Regions from separate parts of the Sus scrofa genome. Here region 2 is linked to region 1. A link is a contact called in public HiChIP or PLAC-seq data. All regions are on one chromosome and are shown on one strand. The core of a region is the stretch at or near the end of the contact, and the rest is flanking DNA. Distances in the headings are between cores, read along the strand shown.

Region 1 (5,689 bases), core at 1,622-4,121:
CACCAAGCTGCTGTCAAACAGCTCCCATTCATCCAGCACTGCTGAATATTCCTTTCAAAGCGGCAGGCACATGCTTCTCCAAGACTACTTGGTATGCGCAGCTCTCGGGAGCTCTGCCACTCTCTAGTCATTTTAGGCTGCATTTTGTCCAAGCAGAGCCTGCAAAGTCCTTATGCTGTGCGGTTCTCTCTCTCTGCCCTTTTCTTCAATAAATTTCTACCTAATTTACATTTTATTCTTTTGGAACTTGAAGAATGTGGGACTGGTATTAGGTATAAAAACACGGATAAAATTTTCCACTGATTTCCTATTGACACTGCCCACACTCACCCCCTTCCCTCAATGCATCTTATTCACAGGATTTAGTCAAAAGGAAGCCTGAAGCACTCGTGGTGTAATTGAATAAGAGCTCCCAAATGTTTGGATTTGCAGGAGGAGGACGTAGGATAAGTCACATGTGCTATAGGATTCTGATGGATGGATAAACGGTACCCTAGGTGATATAACTCCCTATGTCTAGAAAGTGAAATGGTCACTTTTGAGATACTTCATCCAACTTTGGTGATGAGAATAGAGCATTTTATGGATTTAACATAACGGTAGTACTTACGAAATGAATCCCCCTTTCTACTCACAGTAATTAGCAACATTTTTTTTTTTTAAGTACTGAAAATTATTAATGGTTACTAAATAGGGACAGCGCTTTTTAAAAACAAGTACCCGGTACCCAGAAAGTACCACCCTCCGGGGAGAGTTATTTTCCACCCATCACAGTCCCCAAGCCAGAAGTGTATTGGCTCCTGAGTACCTCTGAGGAGGCCAAATCTCTTCTGGCAACAAAGGGATTATTCCATGTTGGTAGCAAAGCTGTTTATTTCAGCGAGCAGAACAGGCCCAGAGGCTAAATGTGCTGGGCGTGGTGTTTATGGGAAGTCTATTTTAACAGGAGCTCGGCCTCACAGCACCTTTGCAAAGTCCTGGGTTTAATGACCACTTGGGTATCTACTCAAAGCGCCTTGTGCCAAGGCCCAGCCTGCATAGGAGGACACAGACATACCAGGGGGAGGTTAGAGGGACTTCCAATCATCCCCGAATGAAGACTGAGGTTGGGGGTAAAGAAAGAAGGAGGTCCCTCCCTTCCTGTTCATGCCCTTGGCCCCTTCCTTCAGCGCTAAGAGGGAAAATAACACGACTAGGGTACATGGACTGAATTGTCTAATGGAACCAGTCACTTTTTTTTTCCTGTCCTTTAAGAAAAATCCATTTGTAAATAGCATGACCCATCTTAGGAGAACAGGCAAGCCCTGGCCCTACCAGAGCTCCACACATTTCCCATGCTTCTCAAGTCCTGGTCCATGTCACAGAGAGGCAGGGGTGGGGTGGGTGGGGAGCAACACTGAGCTCAGCGGGCTGCTGAGACTGGGACACGCGTACCTTCAGCCCGGGGTAGATCCACCTGAATTCCACCTCCACGTCCGGCTCCCCAAGGACAGTGCAGAGGACGCTGATGTCATCCCCACCTTTCACTTTGTTCGCCGATGCTAAGATGGTTGTTGACGGAGGGCCGCTGGGAACTGGGAGTGGGCAGGGGGCAGGCCCCAAGAGGTGACATCTATGAGCACGACGTAGAGAAAAACCAACAGACCCAGTCTCTTCTTTGGGCAGATAGGCAACGTTCCTGCTTTTCTGCAGCTTCCCATCTAGCATCGTGCCTCCCCTCTCCACCCCCTGTGGTCTCCCTGACACCACCTCTCTCTCTGCCCTGGTGTTAGGCACTGGGTGGTCATCCAAGGACTCCCCGACAGTAGCTGTCCCACTTGGAAGGAGGAAAAGAGCCCCAGAGGTCTGGCAGGGGCTCTTGTGAAGGGAGTAAAAGGGCCGAGGGAGAAGAAGGGACATGGGGGCAGAGCAAGCAGAATGAAGGGAAGGCAGACTGGTGGGAGGACAGCAGAAAGATGAAGGTGAATAGACAGGTGTGCAGCTGTGCAGAAAGGAGGAAGTCCGAATCTACTACTGGGAGAAACGTTTGTGGTTTCTCCTCTGTGGAAGAGCCTTTAAAAACAGCATTCTGTGAGGAGTCTCCATTGTGGCTCAGCAGGTTAAGAACCTGACATAGTTTCCCTGAGGATGCAGGTTCAATCCCTGGCCCTAGTCAGTGGGTTAAGGATTCAGTCTTGCAAGCTGTGGCATAGTCAACAGTTGTGGCTAAGATCCCACGTTGCTGTGATTGTGGTGTAGGCCGGCAGCTGCAGCTCCAATTTGACCCCTAACCTAGGAACTTCAATACACTGTGGGTACAGCTGTAAAATGAAAAAAAAAAATTTTTTTTTTTTTTGTCTTTTTTTCTAGGGCTGAACCCGCGGCATACAGAAATTCCCAGGCTAGTGGTCTAATCCAAGCTGTAGCTGCCAGCCTACACCACAATCACAGCAACGTGGGATCTTAGCCACATCCGTGACTATGCCACAGCCACAGCAACTCGGGATCTCAGCTGTGTCTGCGACCTACACCATAGCTCACAGCAATGCGGGATCCCCAACCCAATAAGCGAGGCCAGGGATCGAACCCGCAACCTCATGGTTCCTATTCGGATTCGTTAACCACTGCGCCATGATGGGAACTCCCAAGAAAAACATTTTTAAAAACAAAACAAAAAACCAGCCTTCTGTGCCTCATTTCCATCCATCACTGGGAACGGCCGTACCCTGATACTGGCAGCCAGAAGTGACTACAATCTCGCTGGGGTGCACAGCAGCCTTACCTTCTGCATAGAGCAGCTGGTACTTGACCGAGATCTGGGACTTGCCCCCGGCCTCTGCCTTGCAGTAGACCACCCCCTGGTGGTCAGAGTGAGGCTGCAGATACACAAAACCTCTCTTCGCGTCATAAACAATGTCCGTTCCGTTGGCGGGGATTTCCTTGGCTGGGAACTCCCTGTGGAGCGTGACTTTGGCCGACAGGACCGTCACTCGACAAGGAACCACCGCCTGTTTGTCGGGGTTCAAGTAGACAACATCAAAGTGACTGGGTGAAGGTACAAAGAGTTCTCCTTTCTCTGCAAAGGGAAAGACACAGGCTTATTTATTTGGGAGAGAGAAGGTAAAGTGCTTAAAGGATTCTTACATTCAAGGCACAAAGATGAGAGAGGGGATTGGCAATATACTTGGAATACTGAGTCCTTATGAATTGAAAAGGCCATTTTTTTTTTTTTTTTTTTTTTTGGCTGTGCCCACGCCATGTGGAAGTTTCTGGGCCAGGGACCAAACCCACCCTACACCAGTGACAACACAAGATCCTAACCACTGGGCCACCAGGGAACTCTGAAAAGATTTTTCTTTAAAAAAATGCTTTTCCTTTTTTGGAAGAAGAGTGATGCTTAACTTTTTTTTTTTTTTGCTTTTATAGGGTCGTACCCATGGCATGTGGAAGTTCCCAGGATAGGGGATGAATTAGAGCTGCAGCTGCTGGCCTACACCACAGATAGCCACAACAACTTGGGATCTGAGCTGCATCTGTGCTCACGGCAACGCTGGATGCCTGACCCACTGAGTGAGTCCAGGGATTGAAACTATGTCCTCATGGATACTAGTCAGGTTCATAACCCTCTGAGCCACAATGGAAACTCTTTTTTTTTTTTTTTTTTTTTTTTTTGCTTTTACTTAACTTTTGTTTCTTAAAAGAAACAAAATAGGTATTAGTTTAAGTCCAAATCGAGCCCATTGGATTACCGCACTGTGGGATTTACCCTACTGAGATATTGCCCCCCTGCGGAGGCAGGAGGGGAACGATTTATTTGTGTTAAGAGCAGTCTTAAAGCCTGGCAGCCATCCACTGTGTCTCTGGGGAAGTCAGCCCCACAGCCCTTGCTCAGGAAGGTATTTCCCAGCTCAGCAGAGCTCCTCTGAGTTGGGCCCAGTAAGGGTGCTGGGGTTCTCCTCATCCTCACAGCCCAGACCTCATTCCTGCCAAGGTCAAGGGAAAGGGCATCAAGCAGGAGCAGACAAGGAACTCACTAGTCTTGGGTTCTGAGCTCTGCTTGGCTGCCATGGGACTGTGCACCTTCAGCCAGTTTCTTTCAAGCCTCCTGTTTTCTTTGATATCACTGCATGTTCTTTAAGCTCCAGATGATGGCTTTTTTTTTTTTTTTTTACTTATAGAAATGATGACTGGGAGGTTCCTGCTGTGGCACAACAGTGATCAGTGGTGTTTTGGGAGTACTGGGTTGTAGGTTCAATCCCTGGCCCGGCACAGTGGGTCAAGGATCCAGCAATAGCGCAGCTGTGACTTAGGTCGAAACTGCACCTCGGATCTGATCCTTGGCCCAGGAATGCCATATGTGGCAGGGTGGCCAAAAATGAAAATAAAAAAGTGAGGCCTGGTTTACCCCTACTTTCCTTTGGACAGTCAAGGCTCTCTGGATTGGGTTGGGGGGGGTTGTTTTTTGCTTGGGGCATAAGACATTAATTACATACATTGTTTTTTGAATTATTCTGTGAGAGATTATAGTCATTGCTAAGAGAAATCTTTGAGCTGAATCACACCCCAACACTTGTTACATAGTCTCCCATGTTTTGCCTATAGTATGCCTCAATTACTCTTGGCTTTTTGTTGTTGTTGTTTTCTTTTTACGGCCGCACCTGCAGAAGTTCCCAGGCTGGTGGTCAAACCAGAGCTTCAGCTGCCAGTCTACACCACAGCCATAGCAACACCACATCTGAGCTGCATCTGCCACCTAAGTCACAGCTTGTGGCAATGCCAGATCCTTAACCCACTAGGAGAGGCCGGGGATGGAACCTGCATCCTCACAGAGAAAGCATCAGGTCCTTAACCCGCTGAGCCATAACAGGAACTCCTATTCTTGGCTTTCTTCACTAGATTTCTTTGTGTCATAGTTGTATGTTTTAGGTTGGGGACAGAATTCCTGGAGACAGCAGCAAATGCCTTCATGGATCAGGAGTTCTGTAGCTATGAGTACCCGGCTTGCTAACATGGAGTCATGGTTCAATGAATCTCCTTCTTATTCAACACTTTACATCAGGCCAGGTGATCTGTGCCACTTCATGATAAATTAACGCTCAGGCTTAGGCGAGGGCATCCTGGTCAGTGTTGTAGCTAATACCCCTGTTGTTCACACAGAATGAGTCCATATGACCTTGAATGTGTCACTTCCTCTCGCTATGCTTCAGCATCCCCCTTTTTAAAGAGGAAAATCTGGAGTAGATAGCAATTTATGACCATCAGATTCAGAAACATTTGCTTTAAGGTTTTGTAGAAGAACCTGAGCCAGTGAGCAAAGCCAGTAGAATAAGTGCACAGTCTGAATTTCAGAACAGAAAAACGAGGTCTTACTTCTTGTGCTATAATCCGTGCTTTGAAAGAAGTGACCACACCAATTGCTTTAGCAAATAGGAAAAAAAAAAAATTTGCAATCAGTAGATTCCAGTGACCAAAAAAATAGTGTGTTCAAATTCATTTTAAAAATTATAGAGGATGAAGTTCCTGTCGTGGCTCAGTGGTTAATAAATCCAACTAGGAACCATGAGGTTGCGGGTGTGATCCCTGGCCTTGCTCAGTGGGTTGGGGATCCGGCGTTGCCATGAACTGTGGTGTAGGTCACAGATGCGGCTCAGATCCCCGAGTTGCTGTGGCTGTGGCATAGTCCAGTAGCTACAGTTCCAATTAGACCCCT
Region 2 (5,689 bases), core at 2,073-4,572, 61 kb before region 1:
GCAAGACCTCATTGTTTACCCCCGCCCTCCCCTCCAAATGCAATAGTTTGCATCTCCTAACCCTGAACTCCCAGTGGTGTTCTTAATCTTTCACCTGATACACCTTCGTGTGTGTGTATGTGTGTGTGTGGTGAGAGAGAAAAAGAGAGAGAGAGCACGAGCGCAAGCAGGCGTGCGCTTTGCTGTATGACTATTTCTTTTGACTTTTATTTTGGCTTCTGACTGCCACTGCTTCTTCTCTTTATTTGCACTCCTTGTTCTGCTGATTGTTTTTGTTGTTGTTTGCCTTTGTAAGAGTTCCCCAGAGGATGGGAGGCACTTGCAGGGCACATGGGATCACTCACAGGAAGAAGCAGAGAGCCTTGTTCCCCTGTTTTAAAAGATCATTAGCAACATAACCTTTAATGTAAGTGGTATATAGTTTGGTATAGTTCAAGTAAACATTTTTAATTAATGTGATGAATTGGTGGCATGTTAACTAATTTTTTCTCGTGGGTAGTCCATCCTAAAGGTTTCCCTTCTAATCAGGATAATTTTATTTTATTTTAAAATAAATTTTACTGGCGTATAGTCGGCTTAGAAAGTTGTGTTAGTTTCGGGTGCACAGCAAAGTAAATCAGTTACACATATATCTGTTCTTTTTCAGGTTCTTTTCCATATAGGTTATTACCCAGTATCAAGTAGATTACCCTGTGCTCTACAGTAGGTCCTTGTTACCTATCTAGTTTATATATAGTCGTGTGTATATGTCAGTCCCAACCCTCTAATTTATCCCTCCCCCACCACATTTCTCCCTTCTAACTGGGATAATTTAGACTTTACTATTATTTAACAACAACAACAACAACAAAATCCTATAGAGGGTGGTGTCATGTCTATTTTAAATAATATCAGTGTTTAACTTTAGTCCCTTATCTATAATGGCTTTAATTTATAATTTGTAATTGCTGATTAGTATCTTAGTTTTACAAGTTTTTTGGGGGGGTCTTTTGGAGAGGCGGGTGGGGGAAAGATGGTTCTGGTACATTAATTGTGGAATCTGGGGGAAAAAAAGGTGTTAGGTTTTTGTTTTTTAATAATAATAGACTGTGGTAAAGTGAAAAGGCAGCACCCAAATGTAGCTTTTCTAGATTTAATTTAATTCTAGATCTAATTCTATATTTACTTCCTTGGTTATTTGTGTTTCCGTTGCCGTGGGGGCCATGTTTACAAGACCTCTCGTCTGTATGACCAGCTTGTGACTGTCCCACGGCTAAGCCACGGCAGAGTTACCGGGTTAGTGTTGTATTGACAGCCTTTAAAATGGCAGGTTTGGGGGTGAGTGCAAAGGGAGAAGGAGTTCCTCACAAGTTCCTTTCCTGCCTATCTCCCTCCCTATTCATACCCTACATGCTCTGTAGAATTTCTGGAAGAGTAACTGCTTCCTGCACATTCTCCTGGCATTTAATGGTTGTTTGTGGTTAACAGTTAACTACATTCATTTCTGTAACTGAGTCTTTCATTTTTTCATAGGAAATCTTGAAAACATATAGAGATCATTTTTTACACCTTGCTTTCTCTTACTTTTTTTTTTTTTTTTTTTTAGGGCTGCTCCCACGGCATAGGGAGGTTCCCAGGTTAGGGGTCTAATCAGAGCTATAGCCGCCAGCCTACGTCACAGCCACAGCAACACCAGATCCTAGCTGCATCTGCAACCTACACCACAGCTCACAGCAACACCGGGTCCTTAACGCACTGAGCAAGGCCAGGGATCTAACCCACAACCTCATGGTTCCTAGTCGATTCGTTAACCACTGAGCCGTGACGGGAACTCCCACTTTCTTGTACTTTTTAAAATTAAAAAATATTAAGAATTTGGGCTATATAATTGGTCTAATAGTTTAGTTCTACTTACGTGAGTATTTTGCCGGTGCATTTTTCTTCAGCTTCTTTTAGTTTTTGTCATCTTATTTTGATATACTTTTACAAAGGACTCAAACATTTAATAGAGCTCAATAAAAGATAAACACTAATCATACTTTCCTGGTGTACCTCGTCTCAAAACATTACTATCTTGAGAGGTTACCTGATTTTCCTTTAAATGCTGTTAGTCATGCAGTAAGTAGCATCCTTAGAATACTGCCTCTCTGACTAATTTTTATTCCTCTGGAACTATTAAATTATGTCTGTTGGAGAAGTTGTATCAAGGCTTTATCATTAGTTATTAGTGTGGCCCTTAGAATAATAGTGTTAAATTTGAGCTTTAACCTTTTATGAATCTATCATTAATATATTGTAGGAAAAAGATTTTTTTTGAAGTATAATTAACCTACAATACTGTTAGTTCCAGGTGTTACACTAGACATTTTATTGAAAATTGTAATTGGGAACATTTATGGCTTGAAGCCATTAACATTTTTTTGTCTCAGGTATCAGGTTTATATGTAGGTTTACATGTAAAATATCTGAAAACATGCCCAGTATTACTAGTGTTAATATAATTACCATTTTAAAAACTCTGAACACAGATTAAAGAAGTCTTAATTTTTTAAATTAATTTCTAAATAAATAGACACTTGAAGTAGTTATTTCTCCTTAAGGATCCTCCAAGTCGTTACAGAATCCGTGACATTATTGGTTGTTATATAAAGCTCCTAAGACCACCCACTTTCTCCTCCCCTTCACCATCTCTGATGAAAACCATAACAACCCATGAGCATGTTCAGTGATGTAATTCAGAGGCTGCTGGCTGCTGGGTCTGCTAAGAGGAGATTTTATTCAGAGGAAGAACATTGTTTTGGCAACATCTGGGACTGGAAACAGAAGCCAGAAACACTTGGATAGCCCTGGGTTTTTTTGGGTTTTTTTTTTTTGGTCTCCTGTGTGTGTGTGCACTGGGATGACATTTGCCATGTAGGCGCGTTTCCTCTCTCTGTCTTTCTTGGCCTCAGAGAAGAGTGCTGGGTTTAAAAAGACAGTATGTGAGAGTCCATGGAAGCTGATTCTGCTGTGAAATCCTTGCACCTGCTCTGAAGACATGTTGCTGTCCCCCAAATTCTCCTTGTCCACCATTCACGTACGGCTGACAGCCAAAGGACTGCTTCGAAATCTTCATTTCCTTCAGGGTTTAGGAAAAGCACTGTCATTTTCCACACAGGTTTGTCTTGCCCAGGTCTCTGTTAACTGTTGTATGGGGGACATCTTGATTAATTTGCAGGTGTTTATCGGAAATTTTCTAAGGGGATAGATAACTGGGAGGAGAAAGCTCTAAGGAGAGAACGAGGCATAATTTGTAAAAAACAAGCAGTTCTCTCTTTTGTCTCAACACATAGTGTACGATACTTTGACTGTCTGCAAGCTGATGGTGTGCTTGGTTTGTTTGCTGAAAGCAGAACTGTTGCGTGGCTGCTCCCCAGCTCTTCTTTCTGACACCAACTGAATCTGGAAAAATTAACACCTGTTAAATTACATTTTACTTCACATGATTTTGGAATAGGACACAGGTAAATTAAGAAGACTCCTTTAGAGAAGGAGATGAAATGACAGGGTTTCTATAGTTTTTCATTATTCAGTTTCTCCCTGAGAATGTGATAGGCTCATCTGGTATGCTAAAAGATTTCTGTCACTATTTCTGAACTAACAAATTCGAGTTTGGGGAAAGGTAGTAAATGAACCACAAGTGAAGTTTTCCACACTTCATGGTGAAAATATTTATAATCATAAAAACTGCCTCTGTTTATTTTTGTATCTGCTTTTTATTTTCTGTGCTCGAGATGAAAATAAGCACAGCGTATATTTTAGGCTCATGGAAACCTGTGTGCTTACTTTCAGGGGATGCATTTATCTCCCATTGCTACTTCGTGTTTAGATACCATTGCACCTATGCTAAGTTAAGGTGATTTTATGCTGTGAAAACTGGAGCGTGGCTACATTGGATGGGGGCTGGTTCCCGGTCACTGTGATAAGGTCGTTTGAGTTTGTAAATAGATGTGTTCTTGTTTCACATGCAAGCTGGCCCTTCCATGTCTTCTTTTCCCTCTCTGTCCCTAGTAATTTTTTTTTTTTTTTTTTTTTTAGCTGACTGCTTTCCATTTTCCCAGAGGCATCTCTCCTCCCTAGGGGGTAAATCTCATTTTTTTTCCAGCATCTCTTCTCTGTGTTTCATAACTCCCCTTGACCTGTCCCTGGAGTCAGCCAGCCTTCTCCCTGCTCTGTCGCTGATGGCTGAGGGGAAATGGAGAGAGTGAAGAGGCAGACAGTGGCTCTGCTTTTCAGCCTAAGTGCCACTGTCATTTTTCAACCTTAAAGAATAAAAAGGTGAAGAAAATAAAAATAAGAGTGCCCTTGTATTTGCAATAATTTGTGTAATCTAAAATAGCTCCCAATGGCACCTTTTTTTTTTTTATTTTAAATTACTCAAATGTAATGGCACTTAGTTTTAACTTAAACAGTCCACGCTCCAGGTTAAAAAGGAGAGCAAACAGTAGGGAGGTTGTGCCACTCCAAGGGAGCCTCTTTCTTACCCAGGACCCAGCCTCCCCACAGAGGCAGCCACTCTCATGGGTGCTTGTTTATCTTGATAGTAATTTTCTGGTCCTGTGTAAACCTATGTAGATTTTTTTTCATATCCCTTTTTGTTTTATAGAAATGGAAGAATACCATATATAGGCTTCTTTAGTGTACTTAAAAATTTTTTTATTATAGTCGATCTGCATACATATACATTCTTTTCTCATAATTACGTTCCATCATGTTCTGTCACAGGTAACTGGATATAGTTCTCTGTGCTATACAGCAGGACCTCATTGCTTATCCATTCTAAACGTAATAACTTTTATCTACTAACCCCAAATTCCCAGTCCACCCCACTTGCTCCCCCTCCCCCTCGGCAACCACAAGTCTGCTCTCTCCTTTTCTCGACTTTTTTAGGTTCATATAGCTCAGATTTCATGTTACTATGTTTCTCTCCCACATTCTCTTTAGTATCATATAACAACCCGTTGTTGGCTGAGCCATGATTCAGTTAACCAGTCTTCTCTCAGCAGGTTGTTTGTAGCATTTTTGTGAAGCAGACAGCCTACCAGGGCAGCTTAAGCAAAAGACACATGGCTTTTATTATCGGAGTTTGACTAATATCGATATTTTGGGCACATCTTGATTGCTGTCATAACTTTTATAGCCAGAGTATCCCTAGAGTTGATCTAGTTTACCTGATTTTATACCAGAAAGTCAGAGATACCCAAAGAAGTGCATTAAGTTGCCTGAGGGCACATACCCAGCAGTAGAGATGGGACTAAAACCTGGAATCTCTGTTAAGAATTTTTGGTGTGTAGATTTTCCTGGCTGTGCATTTTTCTATATTTTTGTTAGATGTAATGAATAGCAGTGATTTAAAAAAAAAAAGTTTCTGGAGTTCCCTTGTGGCTCAGTGGGTTAAAGATCTGGCATTGTTGCTGTTGTGGCAAGGGTTTGATCCCTGGCCTGGGAACTTCTGCATGCCAAGGGTGCAGCCAAAAAAAAAAAAAAAAAAAAAGTTTTGTGTGTGGGAAGCATTTTAAAATTATGTAAAGAATACAATTCTACTTACCCTGCTAAGACTCTTTGGTAAGCTTATCCATATTACATAACTTGAAGGTCTGAAAACTCTCCCAATAAAATGGATATTGAAGTCAGCTGCATTTATTTATTTATTTATTTATTTTGTCTTTTT

What was found. HiChIP or PLAC-seq counts read pairs in DNA pulled down with a chosen protein or histone mark.
Region 2: an H3K27ac HiChIP or PLAC-seq map of skeletal muscle shows a contact between it and region 1. The contact joins two enhancer-like sites. A contact is called at or near these places in 1 of 5 promoter capture datasets (liver), 15 of 47 Hi-C or Micro-C datasets (adipocytes, embryonic fibroblasts, fibroblasts and 6 more) and 1 of 2 datasets of contacts at active chromatin or transcription factors (skeletal muscle).

The regions. Positions count from the first base shown.
Region 1 is chr17:5,322,628-5,328,316 of Sscrofa11.1, reverse strand. PDGFRL (platelet-derived growth factor receptor-like protein) reads right to left here. Exons shown (of 6, transcript XM_021077996.1): 4 at 2,762-3,055; 5 at 1,435-1,574. Among named protein-coding and RNA genes, the nearest start is that of PDGFRL, 47 kb to the right of the region's middle. Within about 2 kb of position 2,871, at least 9 of the 83 cell types and tissues checked have an H3K27ac peak or open chromatin away from gene starts, as enhancers often do.
Region 2 is chr17:5,384,169-5,389,857 of Sscrofa11.1, reverse strand. All of the region lies in intron 5 of MTUS1 (microtubule-associated tumor suppressor 1), which reads left to right. Among named protein-coding and RNA genes, the nearest start is that of PDGFRL, 110 kb to the right of the region's middle. Within about 2 kb of position 3,322, at least 23 of the 83 cell types and tissues checked have an H3K27ac peak or open chromatin away from gene starts, as enhancers often do.